Regions from separate parts of the Ovis aries genome. Here region 1 is linked to region 2. A link is a contact called in public Hi-C data. All regions are on one chromosome and are shown on one strand. The core of a region is the stretch at or near the end of the contact, and the rest is flanking DNA. Distances in the headings are between cores, read along the strand shown.

Region 1 (3,255 bases), core at 301-2,800, 170 kb after region 2:
GGAAAAACTCAAGTTTGTACTCCCAGAGTCCACAGAAATGGTCTTCATCTCCATGGATGGTCAAAGCCAATGAAGAGCGCCATCTTGTGGCCAAGACACCTAGATACCTTGAAGGCTGGGAGAGGCCCTGTGCCCCTAAGGGACCACAGAGGCAGAAATGGATGAGACTTGTTTTAAAACTCTCATAATGGGGCCAGAATTACACCAGCACACAGTTTAGAGCTGGCAGAGTTTTACTTAAGGCCCCTGAGGTGCAGATATTGTGCACTGCACGGACGAGGAAACTGCTTCTGGGAGAGATGAGGTGACTGGTCCAAGGTCACAGGTGGCTGAAGGCAGAGCCAGGTCTCATCCCAGGTCACTGATCAAAGCAGTGATGTGGTTCCCAAGACTTTTCAGTAGGAATGCCAGGTCAAAACTGCTCCCACCAGATGCCTTTTTTTTCTTTCTCTTACAATCACGCAGTGAAGTTTCCAGGATCTAAAGGCTGTGCGATGACCTCATCTCGCCCCAATGGCTCATGGGAGATGTGCTTATGTATTCTTGCGTTTCAAACATTTGTTTTAATTTCTAACATGGCATAACCCACATAACCATAAACTCTTTGAGACACTCAGAAATGTTCAAGCATGTAAAAGGGTCCTGAGATCAAATAGTCTGAGAGCTGCCGCTTTAAAGTATTTTTAAAAAGTAAATAAAGCTATACAAATGAAAACATCCCCTTTGTTTTGATATAACTGAATCAACTCCGTGAGGCATTAACTTTTAGGTCGACTGGGATTCTAGTTGCCATCTCTATAGATATTTGATTAATTAAATACACACCAAAAAAATGTACGTGAATAGAGAATGTTTACTGAGTGATTTCTAACTGGCAAGCACTCTCTAAGTGATTTACATGAGTCATTTAATCCCCACAACCACCATTTGCAAGAGATGCTGTTACATTTTATGCCTGTGGACATCAAGAGATTACTGGGAGATGTGGAGCTTAGACTCTATCCCAGACAGTCTCTCTCTTCCCATTATTATGATACACAAGCACATCTTCCCATTATTATTCCCACTACCATACAATTTTACGTCCCTTAAATGCATTCACTTGACAGACAAAAGTTTTTCAACATATGGAGTCTAAGAAAGTAGTGAAAAGAAACAGGATCACCAACCTAACCCAACACCTTCACTTACAGATGAGGAAAAGTGAGGCCCAGAGAGGGTAAGTGATCTGCAAAAGCTCACACAGCCAAGATTCAGGATCCACTGGACCTGGGAGCTGTCAGAACGCCAACCCGAGGAAGCACTGTAGTTATTTCCTTCACAGCAACATGTGAGCGGCACAGCACAGCACGTAAGCAAGTGACAAGACCAGGCGAGAGACAGTATCGCCAGCAAAATCGGCTTGACTTTATTGCAGGGAAGCTACAGAGGAGCAGGGCAAGTGACGGTCTCCGCAGGAACTACCATTGCTGAGCGGGATTGCCAGGTCCTAGGTCTGTCTGGAAGGCAGGAGAGGATCAGCGTCCTGGAAGAAATGAGACGTGAGGTGGAACACTGGTGCCATCTGCTGTGCACATGGAGACACTACAGAAGCAGTAAAGATTCACTAAGAGGCAGTTGCAGGGCGGGAAGTGGGAAACCCATGTGCTGAGTAGGACTAAGAACCCCATGTCCAGGCCTGCACACCGCTCCTACAAGAATGCCTTGACCTTGCTAAGCCGATCACTGCTGAAGCCCTCTTCCAGGCTCTCCCAGGGCTGCTGGAGCTCTTCCTCTGTCTTGTTTCAACTTATACTGGGATGGCAACAGAAAAAAGCCATGAGCAAACAAATCTGCTAAGAGCCAGATGATCAAGGAGACCTCATAACCAATAAACATTCATCGTCTGGTTCCTGAACCTGGCTTCGAATCAGTCACTGGGGAGCCTCTTAAAACAGATTCAGGGACAGATGCTGCCTGGTGTGTGGGAGTAAAACTGGCTTGATCAGTGATCCTCACCCAGCACTGTGGCATGAACCTCCAGGAGCCCCTTCATACTACACATCGTTACTGACAGGTGTGCAGACCAAACTCTATGATGCCTGAATTTGCTGTGAATACAGGGGTGGTGAGAGTGGGCCATGGATGAAATGATGCCAATGACTCGATAACTGATCTGGGAGGTGGGCATGTGGAGATTCATTTTACGACTCTACTTGTATAGTTTTGACAGTTCCTATAATTTTAAAAAAAAAGCTAAAATAGATAAATTAGTGAAAACTACTATGAGAACTATCTAGTCATTGAAAGGAATGAAGTACTTATACATGCTAAGCTTGAGTGAATCCTGAAAACATTATGCTGAGTGAAAGAAGCCAGACACAAAAGGTCACGTAATGTTTCCTTTTATAGGAAACATCCAGAATAGGTGAGTCCAGAAGGGCAGAAAGCAGACTTGTGGTTGCCAGGGGACGGAGAGAGGAGGCAGTGGGGAATGAGTGTGAGCTTAAATGGGTACAGGGAGTCTTCCCAGTGGGATGAAAGTTTTGAAATTAGAGTGGCGGTACAACACTCTGGACACACTGTAAAGGCCCATGAGTGGCACATATGACAATGGTCAGCTGAACGTTATGAGAATTTAATCTCAATTTAAACAGAAGAGCCTACTATGAGAAAAAACACACATTAAGCTATACATGGTTTACAACTGGCAGGTATTTTTATTTATTCGTTTGGCTGTGTTGGGCTGTCTTGGTTGCAGCATGAGGGATCTAGTTCCCTGACCAGGGACTGAACTTGGGCCCCCTGCATTGGGCATGCAGACTGTTAGCCACTGAACCACTGGACCATCAGGGAAGTCTAGGTATTAATTTTTTAGTTAAAATTTACATGCTCAAGTCAGGAGTTTCCAATTCAGTGTGTCTACACTGGGGCTCCCCCATGTGTGGAGCCACTGAGTAACTTTTCCCTTCCTCCATCCATCCTTGTCATAGAGACTTTTATAAACACAATCTTATACCCAATATAAAATAGGGCTACTTAGGTTAGATGGAGGGGCCCAGGGTCCCACCCTCCCTCCCAAAACCGCAGGGACACAGGAACCCCCATGATGAACACTGGTATGGTGGAAACATTGCTCTCCCTTTAAAAAGCATCCTTCATATTCAGAGGGACGTCATAGCAACCCCCACAAGGCAGGAAAGCAAGGTAGAGGTTACAGCCCCATTTTACAGGAGGGAAGACTAGGTCTCAGGAATAAAAGAAAAATGTCCAAAG
Region 2 (3,141 bases), core at 139-2,638:
ATCTTTATACTCCTCATGGATTGGGTTCCTCAAGGCCTGAAACTGTGTCTTTTTCTTCTTCCCCTCTCCATAGCACTTAACTTAAATGCCTTATAAAGACAGACACCTTCAAACATTTGCAGAATAAATGAATCTCGGGCGTAACCAATGATTGTGGATGCTGGCAGAGATTCATTCATTCATTTCCTCATTATTTGTTGAGGTTCTATTCTGTGCCAGGCCTTGATATTATAGTTTTCAAAAAACAGTCAAAGTTCCTTTTCTGGAAAGCTTGTTGAAGTCTAGTGAAGTATGTGGATAATTGATGGAATAATCCACAGATGACTCTAATGTTCTATGTGATAGCGTGTTTTTTAAAAGTAGATGCTGCTGGGAGGTGTATTATAGTGTTAAAAAAAAAAAAAAAACTTCTTTAAGAAAAGAACAGCTGAGCTAAGATCTGAAAGAAAAGCAGGAGTTACCTTGAAAAAGGAGAGGAGACCCCTGGCAGAAGGAAAAGCTTGTGCAAAGGCCTTGTGCCAGGAGAGGGCGTGCGTGGACTGAGGCAGGCCACATGGTTGGAATCAGAGAGTGATGGAGTGAGAGAGGCAAGCTCATGGGACGTGACAGGGCTTGGCTTTATCTTAAGGGCATAGGGAAACCAGCCAAGGGATCCAGGTATGGAATTAGGACAATCTAAGGGATAAGAAAGGTAGGCGGGGGTGGGGGGAGGGGTCATTGCTGGATTTATTTTATTTTTAAATGTTCATGCTGATAAGAATTTCTGAAGGAAGGAAGAATTTCTGACTGAAGGAAGACTAAGCATCTCTGCCCTCTGGGGCATTTTGCCAGACCTGGTGTCAGGGAACTGTTGACAGTAAACACAGCAGGGATTTGGGAGAGGTAGAGAACCTATTACCTTAGGTGAGAGATGTCTTGCTTCCAAAAAGGGAGGGGCCGAGTGGGCCCAGGCAGAGAGCCAGCTTGGGAAAAGCATTCTCCTTCCAGGAAGACTAATCCATGCCCCAAGGTCAAAGGTGCCAAACAGATGTCACAGGGCACTTATGTCTCCCACCCGCTGTCTGCCTCAGGACCCCCAGGTCCTTGCTTTTCCTGACTCCCTTTTGCCTTAAGGATCATGAAGGAAGCTGCTGCTAGCTCTCCCCCATGCCCCTACCTCGCCACCTGCCTTTTTCCAATCTTGCCAGACTTCTGTCCTTCAAGGACAAGAGTCAGTGGTTGGAGCTGGAGAATGGGAAGTTGGGTTGGAAGGCAAGAATGTCAGCATTCTCTGCAATAGCATTGTTGTTCATGGTCCAGAGGGACACAAGGCCTTGGAGCTGTGCCTGCAGCCATGGGAACTGGCTCTCATTCTTCTGGGAGCCAGGCAGGCAGCATAAATGCAGGAAGCAGGCGGGAGTGAGGAGAGGAGAGAGGACACGCCTGCCTTACACAGGGAGCTGCTGTTGGCTCAGGTGGTTGTGGCGCTGCGGGATGTGCAGTTGGCATAGCTAGATCTTCTAGCTGCAGAAGCCTGGAACATTTTGTGAGCTTTGCTCATTTTTAAATGTTGGCAACAACTTGAAAATTATTGTTTAAAGCTTGTGCAGGCCAAACAGAACACTGCTGTGGACTGTATCTGGCTCACTGCTGCAAGTTGTTGACCTCTAGATTCCTCTGAACCATCCTAGATGGGCTGGGTTGAGGAGAGATCTTTGTGAGATTGTTGACTCCTCTGAAGTGGATCTCTATCACCACCATGCCATGGACAGGCTTGAGATCAGTTTGAAACTAGAGTTAAGAGACTCAGCCTGTGGCTTGTGATTCTGGGGAATGGTCATGTTGGGAACACTGGCAGGGTTGAAATAGTCCCAACTTGACAACATGGAAAACCTGCTTGGCTTCCCTAGGCCCCAAGGAAAGAAAACGGACATATTCTTATTCTTCCATAGAGATGGGCTTTGATGAAGTGCAGTTCTCAAACACAGCACACATCAAAATCCTCTGCATGTCTTATTAAAATACAGATTTCTGATTCAGTAGGTCTAAGGTGGAGCCTGAGAACTTGACCTACTAGCAGGTTCATATGTGACACTCACGATGCCAATCTTCAGATCACAACTTTGAGAAGCACTGCTGTAGAGAATCCTATTCACCCAGGTTTCTGAGGTCCTTACCTGTGAGAGGATGAAGGACAAAGAATCCCATATGGTTCCCGCTGGTGATATTGAAGGTCAGTTTCCCTTTGGAGCTGGAGTCAGGGTCCCAGGCATCCAGCTGAAGCACAGAGGTGTGCAACGGCGCATCCTCCCGGACGGAGGGGTAGAACACAGGTCTGGACATTTGGGGTGGGTTGTCATTGACATCCAAAACCTCAATGTAGACTTCAGTTACAGACGAGAGGGGGATGGAACCCCTGTCTACTGCCAGTACCGTCAGCCAGTAACAGGATGCAAATTCTCGGTCCAGGGGTGCCAGAGTCTGAATCATTCCTGGGGAGAGGTGATCACCAAACCCAAAGTATTTCAGAGCTCAAAGGAGCTCTAGAGATCACTTTACCTAACAGTCCTGAAACCATACCATGGAAAGGATATTAACAAGTGTTTCAGGAGAAAAGGGAACTGTGGCCTATACGGCATGGGAGCTGCTGAGTTAAACACAGGGGAGCTTGTATCCTTATTGAAGAACCTCTCAGAGCCTTTCTCTGCTAAGACAGATCCATAACTGGGGCATATGGGCACACACAGGATTTCCAGAAGGCCATAGTGTTTGATCTGCTTTCTCCTGACTACTTCAACCCAAGTCCAATTTATTTATTTCACATTCTCTAGGTGGGATTTCCATACTTTGTTCCTTACAGTGGTTCCTTCCTTATAGATACTAATTCAAGGGCGAGGGATTTGATGAATAAATTGCTGTTCCCCTCTCCATCGTCTTCACGATTTTAGAGACTTAGCTTCACTCATTAGTTCACTCATTCTACAAATTACTTATTGTGGGCCAACATTTTTCTAGAGGTCAAGGGTCCAAGAGTGAGCAAAAGAGCCTGGTGCTCTAAGCTCTCATGGGGCATACTGAACTCTGAAGACCTAGGTGAGAGGGCAGCATCTCAGAGCTGAAGCAACCTTCCTCCTTTGACAGATGGGGAAACTGAGGCCCATA

Evidence for each region. Hi-C and Micro-C count contacts between places; a contact is called where the count stands out from the background.
Region 1: a Hi-C map of hypothalamus shows a contact between it and region 2, with 3 times the contacts expected there. The contact joins two enhancer-like sites. A contact is called at or near these places in 3 of 16 Hi-C or Micro-C datasets (hypothalamus, skin fibroblasts and tail adipose tissue).

Annotation. Positions count from the first base shown.
Region 1 is chr5:60,714,696-60,717,950 of ARS-UI_Ramb_v3.0, forward strand. It overlaps ATOX1 (antioxidant 1 copper chaperone), which reads right to left. Exons shown (of 4, transcript NM_001009429.1): 4 at 1,386-1,525. Among named protein-coding and RNA genes, the nearest start is that of ATOX1, 18 kb to the right of the region's middle. Within about 2 kb of position 1,551, at least 16 of the 54 cell types and tissues checked have an H3K27ac peak or open chromatin away from gene starts, as enhancers often do. A contact at or near this core is called in hypothalamus, where this site is marked.
Region 2 is chr5:60,540,778-60,543,918 of ARS-UI_Ramb_v3.0, forward strand. All of the region lies in intron 11 of SLC36A1 (solute carrier family 36 member 1), which reads left to right. It overlaps FAT2 (FAT atypical cadherin 2), which reads right to left. Exons shown (of 24, transcript XM_042251000.1): 3 at 2,157-2,471. Among named protein-coding and RNA genes, the nearest start is that of FAT2, 28 kb to the right of the region's middle. Within about 2 kb of position 1,389, at least 12 of the 54 cell types and tissues checked have an H3K27ac peak or open chromatin away from gene starts, as enhancers often do. A contact at or near this core is called in hypothalamus, where this site is marked.